Regions from separate parts of the Mus musculus genome. Here regions 1, 2, 4 and 5 are each linked to region 3. A link is a contact called in public HiCAR-type and promoter capture Hi-C data. All regions are on one chromosome and are shown on one strand. The core of a region is the stretch at or near the end of the contact, and the rest is flanking DNA. Distances in the headings are between cores, read along the strand shown.

Region 1 (2,700 bases), core at 75-2,574, 2.4 Mb before region 3:
TGAAAGTCCTCCACGGTGCACAGGATGTAGGATACTTCATGAAAAGCAGGGACAGAAGTCCGGATTTCAGGGTATGGTTGCTGCATCCTGGAAGAACACAATGCCTCTACTGTTTCATTGCCTAGGTTGACATGGAAGCTTATGGGATGAATCCTGAGTGCATCTGTTAACTAAGAGCTAAGCAGGGCCTTGCCCTGGGTTGCTTGGGGACCCTAATATTCTTATGTATAAAATGAGGCAAGTAGTAGATTCATGGAATAGTTAGGAGAGCAAGGCAGAATGTGGAAAATATGAGAAAGATGCTCTCATTAAAAAAAGAAAAGAACTGGGCAGTGGTGGCACAGGCCTTTAATCCCAGCACTTGGGAGGCAGAGGCAGAGGCAGGCAGATTTCTGAGTTCGAGGCCATCCTGGTCTACAGGGTGAGTTCCAGGCCAGACAGGGCTACACAGAGAAACCCTGGTCTCCAAAAACCAAAAAAAAAAAAAAATTAATTAATAACTAAGTAAAAATATAAAAAATAAATAAAAAGAAAAGAAAAGAAAGAAAGAAGGAAAGAAGGAAAGAAGGAAAGAAGGAAAGAAGGAAAGAAGGAAAGAAGGAAAGAAGGAAAGAAAGAAAGAAAGAAAGAAAGAAAGAAAGAAAGAAAGAAAGAAAGAAAGAACGAACACAAGGAAAAAACTCTATTAATAATCCCAGGCACCTTGAGATTCATTCAGGTTTTACTGAGAATTCTCACCAGTTCAAAGGAGTTTTTCTAAGACAGCAACCCTGATTTTTCCTCACTTTACTCCATCTCTTGCCACGGAGGAAAAGGAAAGGGGTGGTGGGGGAGGGAGCGCGGGGTGGGGGGCGGGACTGGAGAATACATTGCCCTAAGATTTCCTCCTGGTTTGCCAGTACTGTGGGTCTGTCTTGATGATCAAGCCACAGCTTAGGTGATCTCCCGTGGCCCTACTGGCACGGAAGGGTCTAAGGACCAGTTCTGCCTGGACCCAGGCAGATTGGAGGTCGGTCCTCCTAGCCCAGAGTGGCACTCGGCCCGCGGGACTTTCAGCCTTGTGCTGGGTCACCCACTTGGGAAAGCGGCGGTGGGACTTAGGGAGCCTGAGGTCGAGGTCCCCACGCTTCAGGAGAGTGACACCAGCGCCCCCGAGTGCCCGGGCTACGCGCAGGGCCCGCCAGGCTGGCGCTCCATCCTCCCCGCCCCCCAGCACCGCTCTTCCCGGTCCCCACCCTCTACGTCCCCACCCTCCTCCTCCGCCCCCGCCCCTCCCCCGCTCCCCGCCCCACCGCGTCCCAGCCGCCCTGGCCGTGAGCGCAGGCGGCCCTGCCACCGCACCTGCAAGGCGCTCGCTGCCTGCAACCGCTCGGCTCTGCTCGCCCCCAGCCCTTCGTAGCTTTCGCCTCGCGGTCGATGACTCCCTAGACCCCTGGCCTACGACCATGACCACGTCCCTGCAAGACGGGCAGAGCGCCGCGGGCCGGGCAGGCGCCCAGGATTCGCCGCTGGCAGTGCAGGTGTGCCGCGTTGCCCAGGGCAAGGGAGACGCCCAGGACCCGGCGCAGGTCCCCGGACTGCACGCGCTGTCCCCCGCCTCCGATGCGACCCTCCGCGGTGCCATAGACAGGTAGGCAGCTTCGTGGTGGTGTCCGGGTCAGCAATCCGCTCTTGGGGTATGGAGGCGGCCCAGGGGTGAGTGTGTGCCCAGAGCCGGACCAAGTTTGGAAAGTGTCTGAAGACAATTCCCTTGGAGCCAGATCCCGCGGGGTCAGGAGGGCACCACGATCTCCAGGTGCCCTGTTATAAATAGCATCACGGGGTGGTGGAGAGCGGTCTGTCTCACCTTTGCCCTTTGGGGTGAACCAGAAGGCTTCACTCCAGACTGACCACATTCAGCTGCTGGGTGGCCCTTTTCCTATTACACTATAGGCTTCAAAAATCCAAGCTTGAATGTGTTCACCTCCCACGTAGATAGAGTCTTCCAAGGACCCGGGAGAGGCAGAGCAGGGGTTGACATTTGAGCCGTCTTTATGTTCCACAGGAAAGGGCAGCGGCTTTCCAAGGTTTCTCATCTCCACAGCAATGAGCATTAAGTGCCTTTGGAGTTGTCATACTTAGGAAAGAAAAAGGCGAGAAGAGCTTAAGAATCCGTGGCTTTTTGCAGTCGCACATCTAAATACCACTCCTGCTTCTTTGTCAGGATTTGCAAAGCGCTCTGACTTCAGTCAAGTTAAAATAACTCCCCAGTGGCCTAGCGTTACATTCCTGCTAACACATTCTATTGACTTACCTTCCCAGAAGGACTGCCTTGGTGTTCTGTATCTATAAGCACTTGAAAAATTAGCAGACTGTGTGTGGGCAACATTGTGAATGAAATTCGAAGTGAGATGAACCACATCTATATTTAATAAATCATAACTTCCAGCAGTGATGAGTAAAAAAAAAATCCTGGGGATGAGTTTACTGGATGTAACTTACAGATTTTGTCAATTTAATAGGAGCCAGGAAATGGCACACTCCCCTGGGTAATGTTTGCATAAATCATGATGTAGCCTGTGTTGGTGTTCAGGAAAGCCCTAAGTACAGGAAATGGAGTGTCAATGCCTCCCAAGGCTTTTCTTCTTCTTCTTTTCTTTTTCTGTGAGATGGGGTGGGGGAGGTGGTATAGAATTATTTGTGGTAATTGGCATATTTTAT
Region 2 (2,700 bases), core at 83-2,582, 2.6 Mb before region 3:
CACCTCCATTTCATATTCAAAGATGTACTGAGACCATATTCACCACAAGGGAGAGGAAAGAGACAAAATCCAATTATGTGGAGTAGTAGTTAGTACTTTTGGTTCCAGAAATTATTGGTGGTGGTTGTAATGAATGAGCAACAAAGAACCTTTAATTAAGCACGGGTTATAAATACTAGTTTAATTTTAATGTGAACCAAAAATGTTAAGTCCTTTGTTATCCTACATCATGTTTTTATGCCTACAGATTTGCCACTTGAGGTATCCATTTATATATTTTTAATTTAGCATTATTTCCTGATGTTCGCTTTTGGACTCATCAATATGATTTACTTTAAAACAGTTGGCAAGGGTCTAAGGGTAAGGAGACAATATGCACCCGGTTGTCAGGTGGCACGTCTCCTCTGAGAAGAACTCTTGCAGGAACCGAAACTACAAACAAGCAAGCACTGTCTGAGATTCCTTTATTCCTGTGAAACTTCCAGGAGGCCACTAAATCTCTGCTGTTCTTTCTTAGCTTATAGACTGTCATCATGAGAACGTCCAGTCCTCAAATCCCAGCTGTTGGCTGTTTACATCAAGAGAGGCATGTCTGGGAAGACTGGACGAGCTTAAACCTGCCAGGGATTAAAAAGATCACAATGTCAGAGGTGCCTTTTAAGGGCTAGCAACCGTAGGGGTCAGTAAGGTTAAAAAGAAAATCCTGCACTTCGAAGGTCAGACTGCAGGTGGTCAATCAGCAGGACTCGGTCCATGAGCTCTCCTCACTTCCGCTACAGCTTGGGTCCTCCCTGGGGTTTTGCTGGCCAGGTAGCCTCCCTGTCCGCCCACTCTTCCTCTTGGGTTCGCGAGGCTTCCCAAAGCTACTCAGTGTCAGTGGGGACTAAAACGAGCAGCCTAGACGCTTCCTCTCCACCGGCCTCCCCCGCGGTACCTAAAAGCCGCGTGCTCCGCGGAGGGGTGCGGGGTGGGGTAGGAAATTCCTCCTCGCTCCACGTCCCCGCCCGCTCGCCCTACCCGTCCCCTCTCCGGCTGGCTGCTCTGCTCGCTCCGATGCTGACCTCGTCACCCTCACTTCTGCAGAGCGAGGTGGCCGAGGCGGCTGCGAGCTCGGGGCTCCCGGCAGGGCCATGGGGCAGGGTGAGTTGGGGCGCGGGCGCGGCGGCCGGGGGCCGGCCGCTTTCCGCCGCGCGCTCGCTCCGGGCGTCCGAGCTAGCCGTGCGGGGGAGGAGCGGAGCCTGGACGGGCCGGGTCCCCTAAAGCGGGCAGTGGCTTGGGAAGGCGGGGGCGCTGTGGTTCGCAGCTCCTCCGGAAAAGTTTGCACGGGATTCAGTTGGTGCGCAGCGGGCCGCTGGAGCCCAAGCACTGCGGGCGTGGCGACCGTCCCGCGCCCGGTCCGCTCCTCCTCCTCCTTCACAGCCCGGGCTGCCGCGCGCCGCCCCTTCGCCCGGGACTGGCTGCGGGCTGCGGCCGGGGCGGGGACCTGTAGCCGTCGTCGCGGCGCCCTCGGGCAGGGACCGACCGGCAGGTGGAAGCGCCCCGGGGAGGCGGGGCCGCCCCTGGCTGCCGTGGGTCGAGGCGGGCTCTTGGCCCGGCCGCTCCCGCCCTGACCCGCCGGCCTCTCCCACCCTAGCAGTGACGCGCCGCCTCCGAGCCCGAGCCCGCGCCGCGGCCAGCAGCGCGATGGACCGCAGCGTCCCGGATCCCCTACCCCGCAGCGCGCCCCGCACCCCCGCCATGCAGCCCGCGGGCTCCGCAGGGTAAGTAAGCCTCCCTCCCGGCCGCCGAGGCCTCGCGCGCTTCACCTGCCCGAGGCGAGCTCCCCGCGGGGCCGCCGGGCTCCCGGGCCGACCCACACGCGGGCGGGAGACTGCGTCCTCCCGGACGAGTCGGGGTGGGGGGTTCGGTACTTTGGGCAAGCTTTCCGATCGGGGTTACGGAAGGCCAGGCGAATGGCAGGCGTTGGGTGAGGAGTCCCGGAGCAAAAGTGGTAACAAAGGGCCCCTTGTTGGGGCTCTGTAGCGGCGGGGGGGACGACACCTGTAAGCGCGCTCCGGGAAAGGAAGGAAAAGTTTCCACAGCCAAGCGCTCCAGCCCAGGAGGATGGTTTCTGTCAAGGTGACTGCAAGGAAGGGGCTTCCTGAAAGTCCACGGAGGGCGCAGCAAGGTGTGCCAGCTGTCAGCCCGGCTTGACAGTTCCGGGAGCAGGCGGGGTGCTCGCCTCTGACTGGGGGTGTGTGTGTGTATGTGCTTCTGGCCAATTGGTGATGCCAAAGCCGAGTGCGAAGTCAGTCGCATTGGCAAACACCTATACTTTTTTTTTTTTTTTTTTACCGTCACGTGTTTGAGGAGCGATTGGAAGGGAAGGGGCTGTCACATGGTGAGTTAATATTAAATGAAGCATGCCTTCCTGCCAAATATGCTAAACATCACTCTGTTAAACGTTTGGGTAAACAGTGGTGGGAACAGGTAGTCCTGCAAGGGCCAAGGAGAACTTGAGAATAACCTTTGTCGTAGTAAATGGTCAAGCTACACAACCCTGTCCTAGGTGAGACCGCCTCACTGCTGTCATGTAGCCTCTTTGCCATAAAGCACCCCCAGTTTCTCTTTTTCTTTGTTAATCAGAACCTAGAAATGCCTTAAGCAGAGTATGAAAATTCCGGAAATTGGAACATTAAGGAACAGGCGACTTTGTAAGCA
Region 3 (2,700 bases), core at 168-2,667:
CTGGGAGCTCAGATTAGCCTCAAGCTGAGAATGACCTTGAACTCTTGTAGTTCCTGCCCCCACCTCTCAAGGGCTGGGACTTCAGGCCAGGCTAACATGCCCAATTTATGTGGTTCTGAGGATCCAACCCAGGGGAAACACTCTACCAACTAAGCTACATCCTCAGCTATCTCTGATAAATAATCATTAAACAAATGAAAATTTATTGGAAATGCATCCCGTGAAATATATACTTTATTAGACAAAGGTGTATCTCCTAGCAAAAACTACTTTCTATTTTTTTTTAATATAACAACTAAATATAACAAGTATTAAAAGGTGGACTGATAACATTACCTTAAGGACGTTCTCAGTCCATTTAAATGACTAATGAGGAGTATATATTTGAAAGTGCACAATGCTAGCTGGAATTCAAGCAAGTAACTACAAGCAAACCAGTTTCAGTAAAGTGTGTATTGAAGCTGAAGGCCTAGAACTGAAAAATTACTTTTTAAGCTAATCACTTACTCCCAAGGGTAGGGATTATTTTTTGAAGCCCATAATCACATGTCAATGTCTACACCTATCTGTAACAAAACACTAATGTCTCTTTTTAGGGAACAACAAATAGCAACAGGCCTAGGAAATCTGCTCTCTTCTGCCAGCACTGCAGTGACCACTGCCCAGCCACACTACATAGCCGGCCTCACTGGGCAGAACATTGATGAGGGGAGTGAAAGTTTAGCTTCTTTCGAAAGAGGAAGGGTCTACCCACAGGTTGCAATAATGACTTGAAACTCTCAGAGGTACTGAGGATTAAGGTTACAGAAGAGGGAACAGCCGAACCCCTCCAAAAGCAAAGTCTAGAAAATCCGGTCGCGCTTGGTACTATAGAAAAAGAAAAGTTTAGGAGGCACTGAACGTACATCTCAATTTTTTTTTTCATAAGCAACTTAAAAGACAAGATATGGTGGTAAAAAGATAACTAGAAAAACTACTTAAGTTGGGGATAAATCACAAAAGGTAAATGGAACAAGACATGGTCTTTTGCTCCTCCACTCTATAAACAAAATCTAGAAAGCACAAACACTTCACACCACCGCCTGGACAAGGACGTTTCTTGAGGCTCTGGACCAGACTCCAGCTCGCGGTTCTCCCCTGGGCGCAGGGCCCCGCCCAGCCCTAGCTTCTAGCACCTTACGGTGTCCCGGCGTCGCCTGGTACCAGAGGTCACTGCCAGGGCCACAGGGTGAACTCCGCATGGTGATGCGGCCCGCGGGGTCGCCACAGCTCGCGAGGACTTACCGCCCCTCCGTATCCCGGGTAGGCCATGACCAGGCGATCGAAAGTAACGCGTCACCAGTAAGTCAGCGTCAGCGCGGCTTAGAGCGGGGAAAGCGCAAGTGCGTGCGACAGGTGCGGAAGGTCCGAGCGCAGTGCCGCGCACCTCCGCTCCGGTGAGCCGGCTCTGCCTGGAGTCCCGCCCCCGACCACAGGCCCACCCCTGCCAGAGCAAGCCCCGCCCATCTCACCTGTGATTGGCTGCAGCCTGTCTCCTGGATTCCAGTCCATCTCTCTTACTGGTTCTTTCGAGTTCTTACCAGAAGCCTCCTCCACAGTTATTTCCCCACCCTCCAAGGAGAGCTTCTCCAGGCCATCAACTCCTAGAGTTACTTTTCTCAGTAGAAACCCCAAACCCACCAGGTGATGACTTCTTGTAGCCTATCCGTATTTCCTTTGGACCAGATAATTGTAACTTTGTAGTTACTCACGGTTCTGTGTCGTGTGGATGCAGGATCAGAGTTTCAAAACCATGACCACCATAGCTATTGCCTGCCACACTTGATACCTAATGTGAGAAAGGCTATTTGTAGTTTTATAGATAAATGGTGGCCACAGTTGCCAAAAATAGCAAATAAAAATACAGGATATCTATTGAATTTGATTTTTGAAGAGATTTTTAAAATCTGTATGTCCCAAATACTGAACAAAAAATACATCTGCTTTTTAGAATATTGTTTACATTGCTTACATGGTGTCCTCCATAGTATTTAGTAACTTTACCAGTGATTCAACTTTTGAGAAAACTATTAATACATGATTATATCTGATTATAAACATCAAGAGAACATCTTGGTTTTTATCATTTTGCAAAAAGGAAGGACAAGCCTGCTTTTCTCTGAAATTCCTGAATTTTGTTTCTCCAAGTCTAGAATTCAGAAGAAGAGGGAAGCTTTGGAATTAACTTATAAACAAAAGGGATACCATTTTGATTTCTTTATGAAAAAGAAAAGAGCTAATATTAAAAACTAAGCCCATCAACAACTGTTAAGTATTGACAGAGGAAATCAGCCTTGCAGCCCTGAGTAATTTAACAATCGCTCTGCTGTACTACAGCCGGAAGAACGTGTTGAACCTTGTGAAACAATTTTATCAGAAGAGGCAGAAAGATGCAAGTTGCTAGTATCCACCCTACTATTGAGAAAGTGGCAGTTTCTGCAGCAGTAGCTATTTCTTTAGCTAATATTGGGATCTATTCAAAGAGAAGTAGAATAAAAACCTGCTTGATAAAATAAATGAGAGTGTGACTCAGTAGGTAGCAGGTGATTCTCTTAGCAGAAGAAATCCATGCAAAGCTGTATTCTAATTGACAAACTGCATATGCAAAGTGCTTAGGAAGTGTTGTCTGTAATTGCGACACTAATCCAAATTTAAGATTAG
Region 4 (2,700 bases), core at 51-2,550, 2.7 Mb before region 3:
TATTGATAATTTCATGAACTGGTTGATTCTAGAGCTGTGAGGATCAAGGAAAGAGAAGTTGGTGGTGTTTCTACTGTAACTCTGAGTGTTCATTTTTACAAACGGAAAAGCAAGGGGCAAATGTTGAAACTTCTTCAATTAATGGTACAGAGTAGTGGAGGATTTTTAAATAGCTCTAGTTTTTTCTAACCTTTTATCTTTCTTTTGCATGCTGTGTAGGTGTGTGTGGATGCCTATTTGTGCATGAGTGATGGCTCCGGAGTGAGGTGGATCCCTGTTTCATTCACTGGGGAAGGCATGTCTCACTTTAACCCAAAGTTTGCCCATCAGCAACCTTAGCTGTCCAGCTTGCCCTGGCAGTCAAGGGGTTTGGAGAACCCAAACTCTGGTCTCCATGCTTTCATGCCAAGGTGCCTGAGAAGTCACCTCCCCACGACCCAGTTTGTTTGTTTTCTTTATATATTAAAACTTTTTTTTCATATTTAAATAGTCACGAAAAATAAATAAATAAATAAATAAAATAAATAAATAAATAATATAAAGAACCTCTCCGTTTCGTTAGCATCTATGGATTATTATTTTCTTGCCCCAGAGGACGTTCTCTGCCCATCTTCCGGTCTGTTTCATCCTGTTTAACACAAAATGACAAATAGAAATTTTCATTTAAGGTTCTTCCTAGCCTAGGTATTCTAGGGACCCTCCCTTTGTTGGCCCCTGCATGTCCCTTTTCCTTTTTAAAGGATCATTACCTGAATCCGCAGTATCAATCTATCGCGCCTTTCTCTTAATTTTTCCTTCTCCGAAATTTCCAGGGCCTCTTTGACTAAGGCATGCACAGCAAACAATCTGGCTAAAGCCCCCAAGTAGTATTTTGCTTTCTGATGATTTCTTTATGAGGCTTCCAAATTCTACTTAATATAAAAGTTCTAACATTTCACAGTCCTTTTCTATCCAAGAAGAGGTGTAGGGGGAGGAACACCCTGTAAACAATGTCACTCTGTGGAGATGAGGGCTGCTGGGTTGCTAGGTTCTTAGCTGGCTTCAGACTCTGGCATAGGAACAGAGAGAGAAGCAAGGGAAAACGCACGCTGTGGGAGGAACAGGTTGTACCTTTGCAGTTTTAGATAGAGAGATCAGTGCGGTGCGCCCTGAGTGAGGGGAGTCTGAGCTACAGGGTTAGAAATGTCCAGCATCCTCACCCGCAGCAGCGAGCAGGGTGCACCCGCCCCGCCCCGTGAAGGCGGAGACCTCTGAGCTGCAGCCTAGTGCCCAGCGTACCCAGGGACCCGCTGCACCGGCTCCTTCCATCTCGCTGGCGAACTTAAGCGGGCAAAACCTGCAGGGGAGTTTGGCCTGGTGGGAGCCTGCTTCCCAGCCTCAGAACCTGCCCTTGCGCAGATGCAGACATGAGCTATCAGCAGCCACAGCTGAGCGGTCCTCTGCAGGTAAAACTGGCAACAAGGGCAAGAGCTCAACATCCTCCTTAAGTTTAATGCTGGGGTCTTGGTTTGGCAAAAAGGGATAGATCTGACTTAATCTGACCTACACCGATTTGGCAAACACTTTTCAATAACACCAATAACCTCTTTAATTTCATAAAACCGTGTGGTTGACTCCTAACAGACTCTGGAGTTGGGTCAAAGCAGTTGGGCAGCCTCAACATGGAGACTTGTGAAGACTTAAGGATAGACTTTAAGTTCTTTTGGATTGCTGGCCATTCTTGTTTTCCCTCCTTATTGATGTATTATTAACACTATAGGCATAACTTGATGTCATTACTATGTTTGAATCCTGCGTTGCTTATTTATCTGACTTTTTTTTCGAACTAGTAAAATCGTTATTTTATCTATTAAAATAGAGAGAGACAGACTCGAGTGACAGAGAAAGCCTGATCTCCGGACATGAACACGGAGGGAAATCTAGTCAGTCTGCCGCTGTTTTCAATGTAGTCAATTCTGTTATAGGATCTGGGATAATAGGTAAGCCACCCGTGTCTGCTTGGTTCTGTTTATGAAGTATAAAGACAAGCTTTTCAAAGTGTTATTATGATGCTAGCATTCAGTAAAACTTCAATGGGGTTTTCTTCCACAAAAGCTTTTATATTTTTTTCCATCATAGTAATGATCTGTCCTCTTTATGCGGAAATTGCACTGTTTCCCCCCCCCCACATCAGACAATAGCATCCTCCAGTTGGGGAGAGGCTACACAGGGGCCGGGGAAAATGGGCTTTTCATAGATTAACTGGTCAGTGGATCATGTCAACTAATGCATTTGTTTCTTCTTTCTGAAGCAGACTGTATTACAAAAACCATCTTAGTGTCAGTGTGAAACTTGCAGATTCCTGCGTATATTATGTGTACAAAAGCTTAATGGGAGACTTTTAAGAATCCTATGAAAATTAAACTAGATAATATCTCCTTGTGCACCTATATGATCTTAAATTTAAAATATGAGCTTATGAAATACTGTTTACATCTAGTTATTAATAGAATTCATTTACAGCAGTGCTTACAATTGGTAAGAATAGCCCCTGTTATCCCAACAAATTAGAAGCAAGGGAAAGCTTCTATAAAAGTAAAAACTTTAAAAGCTATTGCATTCCATTAATAGAAGCAGTATTTTCCAGTGTTTATTATTGTTTTTATAGCTGGAGACATTCCATTTCAGAAAAGGCAAGGAAAACAAGAGCCTATCTATTGC
Region 5 (2,700 bases), core at 133-2,632, 2.6 Mb before region 3:
TGAGGGGGGATGTGTTGGATGACAGATTGTTGGACTCCTACACACAAGGCCCTGGGTTTACAAACTGCGTTGGAGAGCCTTTATTTGGGGCAAATATGGTTAGATGGGTCTCCTGGTTTTCTTCCTGTTGGCTGTGATAAAACACTCGGACCCAAAGCATCTTAGAGAGGAAATGGTATTTGGCTTATACTTCCAGGTCACAGTCCGTCCTTGAGGAAGTCAAGGCAGGAGCTCTAGAAGGGACTGAAGTCAGTGGAGGAATGCTGCTTACTGGCTCCCTTCCAGGTCTACCTTCTGCTAGCTTTGCTCTACAGATGGTGCTGTCATGGTGGGCTGGACCTTCTGACATCATCAGAGACAGTGCCCCACAGACATGTCCACAGACCAGGCTGACTGAGGCAAATTCAGGGAGATTTCACCTTTCCAGGTGACTCTTGGTTGTGTAGACTTATAGTGAAGGTAATGGCAGTGCATTCTTATATTAACTTGGATTTTAAAGGTGGTTTTATGTTTGTTTTAACAAAAATATGTGCCAGAAATTGAACCCAGGACCTTGTGCATGCTAGGTAACAACTGCCTACCACTGAGTTGTATGTAGTCCTAGACAGTTTTAAGTTGAAAGAAGCTCCCATATACCATATATATATATGTGTATATATATATATATATATATATATATACACACACACACACACACACATACATACATACACACATACACACACACACACACACACACATATATATATACACACACACACACATACATACACACACACACACACACACACACACACACACACACACACATATATAGTCTCCTTCAAAATTTCTTGACCCCATATCTGCTTTTCCATAGTAGATGGTATTGGTCTGTTCTGGTTACACCTAGGCATAAGCTTAGCACTTAAGAGATTTCAAAGAAATAGGATGCTTCTTATAAGCTGACAATAATCAGTGTGTTTTACAAGGTAATTTGCCAAATGGCAGAGACTTTGACAGCTGCAGAGTCAAACCAATATTTTTTTTAAAAAAATTTAAGTAATATAATTTCCCCAAATGATTATTTTTGGAGTTAGACTTCTACATTTAAAAGGTACAAATATAACTCTGGTTATACTGGGCATGGTCTCACACATACTTTTAATTCCAACACTTGGAAGACAGAGGCAGATAGATCTCTTTGAGTTATTATTATATAATGAGTTTTGGGTCAACTAGGGCTACCTAGTGAGAGCCTGTCCCAAGCCCAAAACCAAGCCAAGCCACCACCACCACCACCACCAAAACAACAAAAAAGACAGTGGTGTTGACTTGCCTGGATCTGGTCACAGGAGTGGCCAATGCCTGTTGGCATGTGAGCACTGTGACGTACTCTTCTGGGCTCAGCAGCAGCATCCAGCTGACATCCACTGCTTGTTCCAGAGTTATCTTGAGCTTTTACTGTGCAGAGTCACAAGACCAGGCAGTGGCAGGTCTGAAAGCCAAGCCTCAATGTTCTAGGAATCTATCTGTGTCTTAAGAATTGCTCTATGTTCAGCAAGGCCAGAGTGTAGCAGAAGCAACCTTAAAATGGGGCAAAACACTTTCTAAAATGTTTATTTTTCTTAAATAATTTTTCACTGTAAAATTAACACGCTTAATACAGAATATTGAAAGAATTCATGACTTTAAAAAACAGTTTTGCCCTGTGGAGATAATAATGCAAATAATTGGCATTTTAACATCTCCCTGATGCATTATGATCTTACAAATTTTCATATTTTATGCAACAAAACCCCAGTGGTCCAGTACTCTGGAGAAAGTTGGGTTAAGCAGTTTTCTTCTCTTACTGGGTCCTGGGGATACCGCAATGTGCATTGAGTAGGACCCTGGTGGACGTCCAGTCAGCAACATTTTACAAATTCATTTATCAGAGCACTGGTGTAAACCTTAAAGTCCACAATGTTTCCAAAGTAGCGCACGTAACATTGTAGGTAGAATGCATGCTTCTAGATTGTTTAGTGAGCATTGTATTTTCCGACTACATGTATTGCATTCATGTTTTCTCTAAGTTTATGCTCTAAGTTGTTAGTTAACATTCTTTTTGAAATGTCTGCCTAGCAAGTTCTGGGAGTAGCCTTATGTGGTTTGGTGTTAGGTTTAACCTTTCACCTTTTGAGCCTTTGAACTGTTCCCAGTGAAATCATTAACTGAAAGGTATGTAAGCTTTAGCATCCGGAGAGGACCAATTTCCAAGTCTGGTACTGAGAAGGAACCAACCGCACAGGTTTAATTCCACTGCTAGAAACTGAAAACTAGACAATTGCGCCTTTAGTGTTTGTCATTGGGGTTGTCATTGTCATTGGGGTGAGGTGCCAGATTCTTTGGGGAAAAAGAGGCAGTTAGCCATTGGGTGAACTTGAACTGAGGTCCGACTGCATGCAATTGCCACGGGTCATGGGTATCGCTTCTTCTGTGATGGTTTGCTAGCTTTAGAGATTTTTGAAAGCAGTTCCCTCCCACTGTGCAGTTCAGGCGGGCCTTGGACTTGCCTTTTGCGTACAGGGATTTCAGAGTTGTGCCACCAGCCCTGCTCAGATGTGTGCATTGTATCAGTACAGCTTAGCTCTGGGCTTCTCAGCAGTACTTTGTAGAATGTGAACACCTGACCCTGGGGTATAGGAGCGTGAAAGGGTTGGGACCGCTCAGGCTTTTTTA

What was found. Promoter capture Hi-C pulls out the DNA fragments that hold promoters and counts their contacts. HiCAR-type assays count read pairs that join an accessible place to other places.
Region 1: a contact with region 3 is called in a promoter capture Hi-C map of hippocampal neurons, with 6 times the contacts expected there. The contact joins the promoter of Grb14 here to the promoter of Gca in region 3. A contact is called at or near these places in 2 of 39 promoter capture datasets (cranial neural crest and hippocampal neurons) and 1 of 115 datasets of contacts at active chromatin or transcription factors (embryonic forebrain).
Region 2: a promoter capture Hi-C map of stem cell-derived epiblast-like cells shows a contact between it and region 3, with 6 times the contacts expected there. The contact joins the promoter of Cobll1 here to the promoter of Gca in region 3. A contact is called at or near these places in 4 of 39 promoter capture datasets (hippocampal neurons, liver, pre-B cells and 1 more) and 1 of 115 datasets of contacts at active chromatin or transcription factors (astrocytes).
Region 4: a HiCAR-type map of astrocytes shows a contact between it and region 3, with 6 times the contacts expected there. The contact joins the promoter of Slc38a11 here to the promoter of Gca in region 3. A contact is called at or near these places in 3 of 39 promoter capture datasets (hippocampal neurons and liver) and 1 of 115 datasets of contacts at active chromatin or transcription factors (astrocytes).
Region 5: a promoter capture Hi-C map of liver shows a contact between it and region 3, with 3 times the contacts expected there. The contact joins the enhancer-like site here to the promoter of Gca in region 3. A contact is called at or near these places in 2 of 39 promoter capture datasets (hippocampal neurons and liver).

What each region holds. Positions count from the first base shown.
Region 1 is chr2:65,021,390-65,024,089 of GRCm38.p6, reverse strand. It overlaps Grb14 (growth factor receptor bound protein 14), which reads left to right and starts at 1,324. Exons shown (of 14, transcript NM_016719.1): 1 at 1,324-1,630. The coding sequence starts at 1,446.
Region 2 is chr2:65,237,423-65,240,122 of GRCm38.p6, reverse strand. It overlaps Cobll1 (Cobl-like 1), which reads left to right and starts at 1,332. Exons shown (of 14, transcript NM_177025.6): 1 at 1,332-1,760. The coding sequence starts at 1,684. Gm13594 (a long non-coding RNA gene) reads right to left here. Exons shown (of 2, transcript XR_001783320.2): 1 at 2,041-2,700; 2 at 1-617.
Region 3 is chr2:62,663,044-62,665,743 of GRCm38.p6, reverse strand. It overlaps Gca (grancalcin), which reads right to left and starts at 1,417. Exons shown (of 8, transcript NM_145523.3): 1 at 1,285-1,417. The coding sequence starts at 1,311.
Region 4 is chr2:65,362,626-65,365,325 of GRCm38.p6, reverse strand. It overlaps Slc38a11 (solute carrier family 38, member 11), which reads left to right and starts at 1,300. Exons shown (of 12, transcript NM_177074.2): 1 at 1,300-1,445; 2 at 1,859-1,979. The coding sequence starts at 1,407. It overlaps Mir6337 (microRNA 6337), which reads left to right and starts at 926; the gene lies at 926-1,030.
Region 5 is chr2:65,219,458-65,222,157 of GRCm38.p6, reverse strand. The region is part of intron 1 of Cobll1 (Cobl-like 1); the gene reads left to right. Among named protein-coding and RNA genes, the nearest start is that of Gm13594, 13 kb to the left of the region's middle. Within about 2 kb of position 1,382, at least 32 of the 459 cell types and tissues checked have an H3K27ac peak or open chromatin away from gene starts, as enhancers often do. A contact at or near this core is called in liver, where this site is marked.